Linked DNA regions of Rattus norvegicus: region 2 is linked to region 1. The links are chromatin contacts, called in public Hi-C maps. All regions are on one chromosome and are shown on one strand. The core of a region is the stretch at or near the end of the contact, and the rest is flanking DNA. Distances in the headings are between cores, read along the strand shown. Region 1 holds the start of Klf2 (KLF transcription factor 2). Region 2 has its middle 31 kb from the start of Ap1m1.

The links. Hi-C and Micro-C count contacts between places; a contact is called where the count stands out from the background.
Region 2: a contact with region 1 is called in a Hi-C map of liver, with 1.7 times the contacts expected there. The contact joins the enhancer-like site here to the promoter of Klf2 in region 1. A contact is called at or near these places in 6 of 12 Hi-C or Micro-C datasets (the A7r5 cell line, Schwann cells, kidney and 3 more).

What each region holds. Positions count from the first base shown.
Region 1 is chr16:17,554,671-17,561,728 of GRCr8, forward strand. Klf2 (KLF transcription factor 2) reads right to left here and starts at 3,098. Exons shown (of 3, transcript NM_001007684.2): 1 at 3,011-3,098; 2 at 1,875-2,682; 3 at 466-1,307. The coding sequence starts at 3,082. The coding sequence ends at 1,132. It also overlaps a transcript of Eps15l1 not described here.
Region 2 is chr16:17,602,447-17,608,807 of GRCr8, forward strand. No RefSeq gene overlaps it. Among named protein-coding and RNA genes, the nearest start is that of Ap1m1, 31 kb to the right of the region's middle. Within about 2 kb of position 2,340, at least 35 of the 93 cell types and tissues checked have an H3K27ac peak or open chromatin away from gene starts, as enhancers often do. A contact at or near this core is called in the A7r5 cell line, Schwann cells and liver, where this site is marked.

The sequences.
Region 1 (7,058 bases), core at 1,848-4,347:
CCTCTGTCCGGATTGCACTGCAACCTGTGCAACCCTCTAAAATACAGAAAAATAAGCGTAGTACAAGGAGGGGGAAAACCCTGAAAGTGAAGGGAGAAAAACTTATACCGCGGATTTTTACCCCTATAAAAAGGCGGATACCCATATCTAAGAGGCAGAGGCAAGGATCTGAGGTTGTGCTAGCATAGTCTACATATTAGGAAAAAAGTAATGAGTGAAGCAGAGGGAGAGCACGTCTTTAGTCCCAGCACTCAGGAGGCAGAGCCAAGAGGCAGGCGGATCTCTGTAAGTTCAAGGGCAGCCTGAGCTCCAGGACAGTCAGGGCTACAGAGAAATCCTGCTGGAAACACACACATGCGCGCGCGCGCACACACACACACACACACACACACACACACGCACGCACGCACGCACACACACACAAACCACCGGCACGCTCCTAAGTTTGGCTCAGCCCCGAGAAGATACCAGGAAAAGGTTTTTAATTTTCTTTTTTCTTTCTAAAAAAGGGATGGCCACATCAGTGGAACCATCGCTTTCCCAGCTCTGGGATACAAGGGGGAAAATTACGGCTCAAAGTAGCAGACTTAAAATAGCCTGTGCCCAATCCTCAAACACTATGTTTACATTTATACAGAACCCGCAGCCCCTCCTCCATCCCCAGCCACAGCACTACCATGATTCCTCCAAAGATCCAAAACTTTTTTAATTAAAAAAAGAGTTATAAAAACGAAGCAGGCGACAGAGATGCCATCGTCTCCCTTATAGTCATACAGATTGCCACGGTCACTTATATACAATATTATAAAAACAACGTTGGGGATAGTTGGGGATAGTAAACTCAAAGGCATTTCTCACAAGGCTAGCCTCGATCCTCTAGTGGGAACCCGAGAGAAAGAAGTCAATTATTGCACCATTTTGAAAACATTCTTCACAGGCTCCTGTCTTCTTTCCTGGAGCCTTCAGTCACGGTGGGAGCCGGAACTGGTGGCAAAGTCATTTTCCTGTGGCCACTCTTGTCCGACTCCGTCCTCAGGGTCCAATAAATAACAGTCAGTTTGTTGCAAGGGGGCCGTGCCCGGCGCGTGGAACCCGCCACAGTCGCTCATGGGCTGGCCGAGTCGACCCAGGCTACATGTGTCGCTTCATGTGCAGAGCCAGGTGGTCGGACCTGGAGAAGGCCCGGTCGCACAAGTGGCACTGGAAGGGCCTGTGACCCGTGTGCTTGCGGTAGTGGCGGGTAAGCTCGTCAGAGCGCGCGAACTTCCAGCCGCAGCCGTCCCAGTTGCAATGATAAGGCTTCTCACCTATAGCAGAAAGGAAGGACATTAAGCCTCAGTTTCCCCGAAAGCCTATTCCGGGCGGGCAGCACCTGATAGCACTGACCCCCCTCCCTCTCCAATCTCATCCCCACCCATATCTAATCCAAACAGAGACCCTTGGGCTCCTGAAGCTGACCACAAGCAGGCTCGGGCGCACCCCTTCCCTAACATTCTGAGATTAGGTCTGAATTCCTGTTCTGCTCAGTGCCGAGATGACAGGCTCAAGCCACCATGCCAGGGTTTTATATGCAGTGCTGCTGGGGGTGTTAGTCGTCCAGCTTAGCCCCAGCCCAACCCTCCCCAGCTTCTTTAAATATGTCCCTCACAGACCCTACTACACCTGCACTGTCCAGAATTCTTGAGAACCGAGTCCCTTCCCCGTAGCCAATCCGTTAAACTGCCACTCCCCCTTGCCAGAGCCAGACTCTGGGGACAGTATCCATTTCCCTTCCGGAGGATGGACAGGCTCTCCCTCTCTAACCTAGCCTGTTCCTGAACTCGCTCCCATCCATCCCACTGCTGCAGCTCCGGGGAGTGAGGCCAGGCGCCCACCTGTGTGCGTCCTCAGATGCGCCTTTAGGTGCGAACTCTTGGTGTAGGTCTTGCCGCAGTTGGTGTAGCTGCAAGTGTGCGTGGCGGCGCGCTTGCGGGGCCAGGAGCGGCGGCCGCGCTTGGGCTTGGCCTCCAACAGCTCCAGCGGGGACGAGGGCGGCGTGAGGAGACCGCGCGTGGCAGGGGGAGCAAGACCCAGAGCCGCCGCCGCGTCGTCGAAGAGACCGAAAGCGCCGGGAGCGGGCGGCCCGTAGTGCAACGCGGGGCCGGGGCCGCCGAAGCTGGGGCCGGGGCCGAAGGGTGGCGGGAACGGGTTGCGGGGACCGGGCGCCGGGAGGCGCGGGGGGCCGTCGGGGCTGAGCGGCGGCGTGTCGGAGGGCGGTGGGGGACGGCCAGCAGGACCCCGCATGCATGCACCTGTCGCTCCCAGGGCGCCCTCGAGCTTCAGCCCGCGCGGTCCGCGAGCCAAGCCGGCTGCGCACCCGTAGCCGCCGCCGTCCACCTCCGGGGGCTCGGCTTTCACCAGCCGCCCGGGAGGCGCGAGGAGGAAGCGGCCGTGTAGAGCCGGCCCCTGAGGCGCATCCAGATCCGGGCGCAGCAGCTCCGTTCCCAGGCCAGCCGCCGGGGTGCCATAGGGCGGAGGGGCACCCGGCTCCGGGTAGTAGAACGCAGGAGGCGGGGGCTGCGGTGGGGGCTCGGGAGGGTTCTCGGCGCCCAGGCCGTCCAGTCCCATGGACAGGATGAAGTCCAGCACGCTGTTTAGGTCCTCATCCGTGCTGCCCGCCTCGGGCTCATTTCGCGGCCAGCGCTGCAGGAGACAGGGCGCGGGACGTGAGCGCGGGGCTTCCTCCTGCTACCCTGCACCCCAAAGTCTAACTCCTAGGCCATTGGGGTCTGCACCCAGTGCACGGCATCCCTCGGCGCGCGTGTCTTCAGTCCCTGCACCCTCCCTCCTGCCCCACAGCCTGAGGTCTAAGTCCTCACGGATGACAATCTAACTACCGGCGCCCTGAGGTCGGTCTCCCACCGCCGCCAGCGGTCCGCACCCCGGACCTTGTCATCTCCAGTACTCGCTCCTGCACCCTATGGTCTGATACCCTGATACCCCGCCGCCCGCGGACCCTCGCTGCCCTCACCTCCTGGAGGCCGCGCTCGCAGGGGCTGGCGAAAGTGGCAAAGGACGGCAAGATAGGCTCGCTGAGCGCCATGGCAGGGACTGTGTGTGCTGTGGCCGGGCCCACCCAGGCCTTATAGGCGCGGCAGACACAGAGGGCGGGGCTAGGAGGCGTCGACGGAAACGCGTCCCGGATGGGGACGAGCTCCGAGCTCAGCCTAAATTTAGCCGCGGTATATAAGCCTGGCGGCGGCGGCTGTGGCAGCCACTACGGGACCCCGGGCTGCGCGCCTCAGTCCCCGCCCCCGGGCCCGGGCCCCGCCCCGTCCGTCCCCTTGGCGACGGCGTCAACAAGCCAGGCAAAACAGCATAGTTAGCGCGCGGGGGTGGCACCTGGCACTCCGCGGGGAACACGGTGTGACAAGGCTTCCCCGGTGTCTCCCCAGCCTCAGGCCCCGGGAAACCTGGACCGATGCATGGGGAGTCTGGAGTCACTACTGTGCTCACCCGAGGAACGCTCTGTGAAATCCTTGTTTAAGCTACCTTGGAAACTGAGACTGGAGGATGAAGAGTTTGGGGCCTGCCTAAAAGGGAGTTGAGGCCAGCCTGGAGCAGCGTATCCCTCTTAATACACACATGCACGCCCACATGAACGCGTGCGAGCGCGCGTGCACACAGAGAGACAGAGACAGAGAGACAGAGACCGACCGACCGAAACCATGGCATGGTGGTATATGCTTGTCTTCAGAACATTTGGGAGGTTGAAAGCATTAGGATCAAGAGACCTGACTCGAAAAAGAAACAAACGTTGGAGGCAGGCATGATGGCTTAACGTCTGCTTACAAGCCTCATCCCAAGAGTTCAATTCCCCAAAGGAGAGAATCCATTCTCATAAGTCGTCCTCAGACCTCCACAGCACACATGCAAACACACAAACACACACACACGGTAGCAATGTAATAAGTTATGATAGATAGATAGATAGATAGATAGATAGATAGATAGATAGATAGATAGATACAAAGTACTGGGTCTCTTTGGGACCTTTTCACTTCCCGCATAAACCTCAGATAGACCCTTCAAGTGCAGGGAAGCTGGGCCCAGGGTTCTGGGAAGGGTTGTCAGTCTGACTAGAAGGGCAAGGGGTACTCACTGGGGGATGGGCGCATCAAATAAATATGCATAATACCCACAGGGCCCGAAAAGAGAAAAGGGAACAATGGAAGAGGAGGAAGTTTGTGGTGGGGACTGGGGAGGGACAGTGGTGCAATTTTTGACCTTCACCCAGGAGTCTAATGTTGAGGCAAGATCTGGAGAAAGCCAGAGAGAGAGGAAGGGCATTGTTTGAAGCTGTGACCGGAAGCCAGGAGGTAGAGGGATGCAGTCAGCCTGTGTACTTGGGTACAGTGACACCAAGGAGCCCAGCAGGGATGGGAGGCAACAGGTCCCACGCCCAGCCCCTTGTCTACTGCTGTGATTTTGAGCAGAAACTCTGCTCTTCCCAACATTGGTGAATTACAGACACTGGTCTGTAACATCAGCCCCAACTGTCCTCAGGTCCTTCCCACAAAACGTCAGAGTAGACATCACACATCTGCTCCAAATCTCTATGGCCGTGTGTGGAGGCAGCGTGTGAGACTGAAACACTGGCTTGGTTAAGGAAGGTCTGACGAGAAGTCCTCTAGGACTGAGGACCCACCTCAGCCCCTCACCACAAAGGGGAGAATACCGCGTGTGTTTCACTCGGAGCAAAAGTCATGCCGTGTATTCAGGTCTGAGCACCTGTGTGTGCCTCAGTTTCCATTTACCATAAGGAGCAAAAGATAAGATTTGGGTCATTTCGTCCAAGGTTCAGGATTCTGTAGGAAGTGATGAGGAGGGAGTTCTGTTTGTTTTCATTTGCGGGGTGTATGTAATAGGTTTTTCTTATATTGCCCAGGATGGTAATCCTCCTGCCTCTGCCTCCAAGGTGCTGGTATCACAGGCCACACCACCTGTCCTGGGGATCTGTAGGGGCTAAGTCTGAAAACAAGAAGTCTTTTTCTTATGTTCCTAATTAACACAGAATAACGATATCAAAGCTGTCCTGTGGCATTGGTTATAACCCACCCAGTGGTGAGCTGGTTCAGTGCTTACGAGTGGTTCTACACAGCCACATGGGGCTGTAACCTCAACTCCGGGGCATTCGTGGCCTTTACTAAGTGGTTTGAGTATCTGGGGACCCTGGTATTCACCAACACTAGAATAGATTCACTCAGGGAACCGCCAAGTGACTGCATACTAAATAACACAAGAGCCTGTTGGCCCAGCACTGAGTTGAGGCCGTGGCCAGAAGATCAGTGGCTCAGAGCCAAAACTGGGCAGACGAGTCAAAAGGATGCTTTCAAACTAAGCCTGACAGTTTGAGTTCAATCCCCGGAGGCCCACACCGTGGAGGGAGAGAGCTGTAGTGATCTGACCTCCACACACAAGTGCACGCGCGAGTGCGCACGCACACGTACACACACACACACACACACACTTAAAAAGATCAAAGCTCTGTCAGGGTCCAGAAGTGCCTAGCAGGCTCCCAGGCAGGGACCACCTCTTGCCTGTGAGATCTGGGAAATTCTTCTTCCCCACAGGTACTTATTGTCCTCATTTGCATATCACCTATGGCTGGGGGAACTTTTGAAATGTGTATTTTCTCTTTCTGCATATCTTTTCTTTGCACTTCTCCTGTGCTCTTTGCCCTAGGAGATCTTCTGAATAGTTTCAGATGGGTCGTTTTGTTTGCTCCTGGAGGCACTTTAAATCCTTTGTCTGAATCTATGGCCCTGCTTGATCCACAGGTTTGGAAAGATTTTTTTCCTAGTAGGTGGCCAGCCTTCAAATTCTCCTAAGGGCATTATTTAAAGAGCACATTTAAAATAAAATGTCTTTTAATTTTGTCCATTACATTTATTCATTTATTTTTCAGTGTGCTTGCGTGCTGGGCTTGACTGGAACCCAGTGCCTCTGAGACCTCCCGGACCCAGGCCTTTGAGTCTGTATGCAGTGGGGTAATGCAGTGGGGTAATGTGTTTTGTGTGGTTATTGTTTTGTAGACAGGCCCCACTCGGCCCTCTATGGAGGCCGCTGCTCTTGTCCCGGGCAGCCATTCATTCCCAGCACACATGCCTTCCAAGGCATCCTCTAACCTCCCTCCTTTGCTGCTGTTTCTTTCTGAATGCTTTGCTTTTAATTTTCTTCTTTTATATTTTATTTTTGTCAGGGTATGTGTTTGTACCGGTTCACACATACCTTAAAGACATACACATGCCACAGCACATATGTGGAAGTCAGAAGACAACCTGTGGGAGTCAGTTCTCTCCTGCCATGTGGGTCTCAGGGATTGAACTCGTGTATCTAGCCTTGACAGCAAGAGCTTACTCATCGAGCCATCTTGCTTGGCTTTGTTTTTATTTTCTTCTCTGGTGTTTGAGACACTGTGTACCCTTCACTGGACTGTAACTCACAGTGATCCGCCTGTCTCTTCTTCTCAATTGCTAAAAAAATAAAAATAAATAAAAAAAGAAAAAAGAAAAGAAAAGAAAAAACCCAGCAGTGGTGGTGCTTGACTTTAATTCCAGAACTCTGGAGGCAAAGGCATTCAGATCTCTGTGAGTTCAGGGCCAGCCTGGTCTACAGAGTGAGATCCAGGACAGCCAGAGCTACTTAGAAAGACCCAGTCTCAAAAGCAACCAAAAATTACTGTGTTTACTTTAGAGATGTTTTGCATGTGTCTGTACAACATATGTGTGTGCAGTGTCCCCTGGAACTTGAGTTACAGACCTTTGTGAGTTGCCATGTGGGTGCTGGGGATTAGACTCAGGTCCTCTGGAAGAGCAGCTGGTGATCTGAGCTGCCGAGTCAGCTTTGCGGCCCCCATGTGCCATCTTGAATCTCTAGATGAGGAGGTGCCCTACCCTGGGTTTGACATCAGATCAACAGCCCTATCCCTTAGACAAGCAGTACGTCTCCGAAGGTCTCAAGGGTGTCAGAGCCACAGAGGCAGTCCTCAAGCACCCATATAGAGAGATGTTCAAGGT
Region 2 (6,361 bases), core at 1,090-3,589, 47 kb after region 1:
CATCCTGGTTTAGTTTATTTTGCATCAGGACCTCATGCTGTAGCCCAGGCTGACCTCGAGCTTCTCACTCTTCTCTCTTCATTCTACCTTACTGTGCCTTCCCATTGGAGGGGCTGAGGGACCTGGGCATGTGCATGTCCTCTGAGCCACAGTCTTCCAATGTGCATAGAGACACAGCTTACCATTCCAGTGCTAGGAAAACCGAGGCAAGAGAATCTTGAGTTCAAGGTGATTTTGAGCTATATAAAGAGCTTGAGGCCAGCTTCTAGTATATGAAGAAAGGTTCTGGGGGGTAGTACTTAAGGGTGGAGCCTTTACCCAGAACACACACACACCCCCAGTTGGCCTTGAGGTCTGGCTCAGCTAAGAACACTGGATTAGTATGCATGAGGTTCTGGGTTCCTTCTCCAGCACAACAAAAATATAATGACAAATGGCAACCAGATAAGAGGTTTTCTCTGGTGGAATTGGTCAGGGTCTCTGGAGCCCGTGTACTGTCCCCTCACTCCCTCTGTACAGTCACCACCTGGTCCCCCAGTGCTCAGGCTGACATTTGTTGGAAGCCAGCACAGTGGTGGCAGCATAGGGTCAGGCTCGCAGGTGGCTGTCACAAGCCCACAGTGGCAAAGGGGAAATGGGGCTTTAGTGGTCGCTGGGCCCTCAATTTGCATAGCTACTTTTACATAGAAACCTTTCCAAGCTGTACTCGGCGGTCCTGCAGTGGGCTGTGGGGTCAGGGCCCAGGGACAGCAGCTGGTGCTTCCCATTTTGGGGGAACGTTATCAGCAGTGTCTTCCTAGAAAGATGACAGTGTGGTGACAGCTAGTACTCCAGGTCTCCTGGTGGCTTCTCTGCCTTTTCCTGGCATCTGGGAAGCATGACACCTTTCTGAGGTTGAAGGGGACACTGACCCTGTGCAGGTGACAGTGACCAGTGGCCAAGCCTTTCCCAGATGCTCCACCCCTTTGTGTGCCCTGTGACATCTCAGGGAACCCTCTGGGAAATGTCACACTCCAGTCTAATTGTGCAGCAGAGGGAATTGAAGTTACAAGGAACAGGTGACTAAGCAGACCTTGCCCCACCCCCACCCCGGGTTGATGGCAAATCCACTCGGGAAGGGGTGCAGGTCAGTAGCAGGGTGTGGGTCAGTAACAGGGTTCAGGTCAGTAGGGGGCTCAAGTCAGTAGCAGGGCGCCGGTCAGTAACAGGTCAGCCCAGAGCCCTGGACACCTGAACAGGGTCCCACCCTCGTGCTAGCCATTGGGAGGGACTGAAGGGAGCACAGTGACTACGTAATGTAGATAGTTTTGCTATGTTGCATTTTGTGTGTGTGTTGGAGGTTGTGTGGGGAGTATGAGCATGTAGGTGTAGGTGCCTCTGGAGGACAGAAGAGGGCGCTAGAACTCTGGAGCTGTAATTATAGGTGGTTGAGAGCCCCCAAGTGGGAACTAAACTTGGGTCCTGGACAAGAACAAGCGCTCTTAACTCCGGAGCCATCTTTCCAGTCCCTGCCCCTACCACCTCCCCTGCTCTTTGTTTCTAAGACATGTTCCTTCTATATAACCTCGACTAGCTTCAAACTGGTGGCAATCCTCCTGCCCCAGCTTTCCAAGTCCTGACAACAGGTGTGAGCCACCATACTCCACTTATTTTGTTTTTTAGTTTTGGTTTCTCAAGACAAAGTTTATCTGTGGAGCCCTACACTCTGTAGACTATGCTGGCCTTGAACTCATGTAAATCCACCTGCCTCTGCCTCCCAAGTTCTGAGACTAAAGGGGTACGCCACCATGCCTGGCAACTCTTTATTTTGTATTTTTTGATTGCCTGTGTGTGTGTGTGTGTGTGTGTGTGTGTGTGTGTGTGTGTGTGTCAGGAGTCAGTTCTCTCCTTCGATCATGTGGGTCCTGGGTTCCCAGGCATGGCGAGCGCTTTTAACCACTGAGACATTTAGCGAGCTCGTGTTTTAGATTTTTAGAGACTGAGTCTCACTCTGGAGTCTGGCTGACCTTGGCCTTTAGGCAATCCTTCTGCTTTCTTCGCGTTCTGAGTGACTTGACAGGCATGAGTCACCATGCCCAGCTCCTTTCCTTTTGAAATTTCTGGGTTTTTGGTCTTGGGGGATTCTTTGTTTTGTTTTTGACAGAGTCTCACTAGCCCAGGCTGATCTCCAACTTGCAGTGATCCTCCTGCCTGTTTCTGAGTACTGAGGCTACAGGCTCTGCCACCGCGCCCACCTCCCAGAGCTTCCTTGGTGCAGACTGAGCCCTCCCAACCCCCCGGCCGTCCACTTCTCTGTGTCTCCTCCTCCTCGGAACAGCTTTCTCAGAAATGCCAGCTCTGCAGGTTGTGAAACATCCTCTCCACGGCCGGCTGGCATCTCAGCAGAGCTCGCTGTGCAAACAAGCAGGGGACTAACTCGTGGCTCAGTGAGCGCCACCTATGGGCGGCTGAAGGGATGCTCTCCAGGCCCTTCTCACCCGCTGTTAATGCTCCCTCCAGGCACAGAGGGGAGGAAAGGACAGGCTGTGAGGAGTCAGCCAGGGGCCCCTCTACGGTAACCCTGCAGTCTGGATTTCCTGAGCCTCAGTATCCCCTCTGGAAAATAGGGTGAGCCACTTGCTCTCTACTCGGTTACGGATGTCCTGGTCCCTGGTGCTGGAAGGACTTAAATATGCCCTCTGTAGCCTGGTAGGACCGTACACACTTTCGGCCCCCATGCCAGCAGACACAGGCAGGTGGATCTCTGTGAGTTCCGAGCCTGCTTGGTCTATATACTTGATAGTGGTCTCTCCCGGATTCCAACCGCTATCTGTCTGTCCCCCATTTCAAAGTGTCAGTGAAAAGAGACCTGCCTGTGGTGACGAAGCTTTGGGAAGCTGAGGCAGGAGGATTACAAGGGCCATCAGTGGGAACTAGAGTTTTGAGCTGTGTATGTGGCTGTAGCTCTGTTCGTGGAGTGCTCCGAATCCATGAACCAGGCTCAGGTCCCACCCCGATACTATATCAGCTGGGAGTGGCAAACATCTGTGATCCCAGCGTTGGGAAGGAGCGAAGACAATCTGGAGTCAAGGTCGGGGCCAGTGCTATGGTTCAGTGTGGTAAATGATCTTGCTGCCAAGCTCATGGCCTGTCCAACCCCCAGAACCCAGCTGGTAGGAGAGAACCGACTCCAGCAAGCAGTCCTCTGACCTCCACACAAGATCACCGACAACTATTAAGTAAACATAATTTGTAAAACAAACAAAGTTAGACAAAGGTCTAGAGAGATGCCTCAAGGGCTAAGATTACTGGCTGTGCCTGCAGAGGACCTGAGTTGGGCTCCTGGAACTCACGTGGCCCAATCACAACAGTTCCAGGGCAATCAACGCCACGGGCCATCTGCACACACTTGTGTGCAGGCAATTAAAATACATTGTTACACTGATTAACTGATAATTAGTTAAATACAAAGAACGAAAGGGGAGGAGGGATGAGGACGGGAAGGGAGGGGGAGGGGCGGCAGTTGGAAGCTGGAGGTAATCTGTAGAAGTCTGATGAGGCTGGAGATGTGTGGGTGGGCGATGGACAGGAAGCCAGGCACGTGGGGTATTCTGAGGCAGGATCTCTCTAAGTACTGCCCTGGGGGAAGGCCCTGGAGGCATTAGCACGTTTAACCAGAGGGCCGCGCAGGTCCAAGTCTTCTGGGACTGGGTTGTGGAACACTGGTAGTGGCTGCGACTTTCACCAGCCCAAGTTTCAAAGCTGTGCACCCGGGGTCCCTGGGTGGTAAGGAGCCTCCCGACACAGAGGCCAGCCCTGAAGAGGGAGTTCGGGACTGCAAGTCTTTGACTCTGTGGCCTCAGACAAGAGAAGCTTTGACTTCTGTTCCTCACCAGGGCTTACAGACATTGAGGGACACGTGGTCACACTGAGGCCTGGCACAGGCTAATAACCCACCGACAGCCCAGAGTGACTTTTCAGGCACAGGGTCTGAGAACTGCCCTCTGGGTGGAGTCTGGCCGAGTTATATCTGGCACAGCCGTTCCCTTTGGGTGACTGCAGCTGCCCAGGCGGGGGCCGCAGTGCCTGCTTCAGCACTCGTCCCGGCAGGTGCCAGTGGCCGCTTTACATAGCCACGCTTGGCGTCCTTCGCTTGCCTCCGCCTGGCTCTGAGCAGGGGCCTGGGGCTGGAGAGCTTGGGCCTTGGTCTCACTTCTACTTTTCACTTTTACTAGCCGGAGGAGAAAAGCGCTTGTCGAAGGGACCTGGTAGCTGGGTGTGTGCTCCACCTGGACGCTGTAGGGAGGGCAGACTGAGTTAGAATCCCAATCCTGCTAGAAATCTGGCCAGCCATGTAACAAGCAGAGGACAGACTAGGCTGCAGTGGCCAGGGTCTCTGGGCTGCTGTGTGACCCTAGGTTAGTGTCTTCCCTGCTCTGGGCCTCCATTTGCAACTCTGGAAAAGTTACAGCAGTATTTTTATAATCTGTCACTCCGCTCCAGTTTGTATTGGGAGGCCTTAGAGGAACTGGACCTGGTAGGTCTTTCTTTCTTTAAAAAAAAAAAAAAACAAAACAACCAACCAAACAACCAAACAACCAAACAACCAACGAGTCCCCCTAAGGGCAGTGGTGATGCACACCTTTAATCCAAGCATGAGGGAGGCAGAGGCTGGGGGAATCTCTGAATCTGGCCAGCCTGGTCTACAGAACGTGAACTCTAGGACAGACAGCCTGGGCTACACTGAGAAACCGTGATTCCAAAAATCAAAACAAACCGTCTTATTATGTAGCCCTGGCTGGCCCGGAACTCACAACGACAGCTTTGCTTCTGCCTCGGTACACGGAGATCAGAGGTGTGTGCCTAGATTCTTCACACTATTTGCTTTATGTACTGTGTTTGTGTAAGCCAGTGGACAGCTTGCCGAACGCAGGCCCTGGGGACCCAACCCTGGTTGTGGGTGGCAAGTATGGAGGTTCCATGGGCCATTTTGTTGCCTCATTTTGTTTTGGGGTGCCTTTCTTTCCTGAGAGAGGGTCTCTCTCTGTGTAGCCCAAGCTGGCCTGGGTTTCATTATGCAGCCAAAGCTGCTCTCAGATCTTTTTCGCAATCCTCCTGCCTCACCCTTCTAAATGTTGGAATAGCAGGTGTGAGGAACACACCTGTTAATTTTTTCCCTCCCTTTTGATGACACAGGGTCTCATGTAATGTAACTCAGGCTAACCCCCAAAACTCAATGTCTAACTAAGGATCATGTTTTTTTTTTTTTTTAAAGATTTATTTATCTCATGTATATGTGTATACACACACACACACACACACACACACACACACACACACACATGACTATGTAAGAGGCATCAGATTCCATTACAGATGGTTCTGGGCCACCATGGGGTTGCTGGGAATTGAACTCAGGACGTCTGGAAGAGCAACTGGTGCTCTTAACCACTGAGCCATCTCTCCAGCCCTAAGGCTCACGCTGAGCTCCAAATTCCTGTCTCCATACTTGGACTGCTGGGTTTATGCTGGGGGTGGAATTCAGGCTTTTATGAACGCTGGGTGAGAACCTCAGTATGAGGCTATTGTTCCATTCATTCAGTTTTCATTTTTAACTGTATATATGTTGTATCTGTGAGTGTGTTTGTGCACATGACTGAGTGCAGGTGCCCTCAGAGGCCAGAGGCAGCTGTGAGCCTCTTGATCTGGGTGCTGGGAACCATCCCTACACATCATTTTGTTGTTGTTTTGAGAGGACACTATGTAGCCCTAGCTGTCCTGGAACTCACGATGTAAACCAGGCTGGCCTGAAACTCAGAGATCTGCCTGCCACCACCATGTAGCAAGCACCCCTATTTTTATTTACTCTATATTGTGCATATGTGTGTGTTTGCCTGCCTGTATGTGCACTGCATATAAACCTCTGCCTGCACAGCTTAGAGGGGGTCAGATCTGCTGGAGCGGAGTCCAGTGATCGTGACGGTGCCGCGTGGGTGCCGGGAACGGAGCCGTGGTCACTCCAGCTCCCACTTCCACTTGAACGTGGGTCTTTCTCACAGGCTGCTTCAGACATGCTCTGGCCCCCTGCTTGGTTTTTCATTTAGGGCAGAATCCAAGCTGTGAAAGGGGAAAAACTGTCCCAGAGAGGTGAAGCCACCTGCTCGGGCTGCCCAGCAAGCTAGACAGGAGACTCTGACTCTCTAGAGGTCTCTGTGATCCATTCCTCGTATCTCTGGCCTCAGGCTTGTGAGGAATGTGGAACTAGAGCCTCCCTCCAACTCCAGGAGAATGGTCCAGCTCAGGGCAGGAGCCGAGTCGGGCTTAAATAGTGGCTCCCAAAATATCAGGCCAAGGATAGGCTGAGCCCTGCGCGGGCGCAATT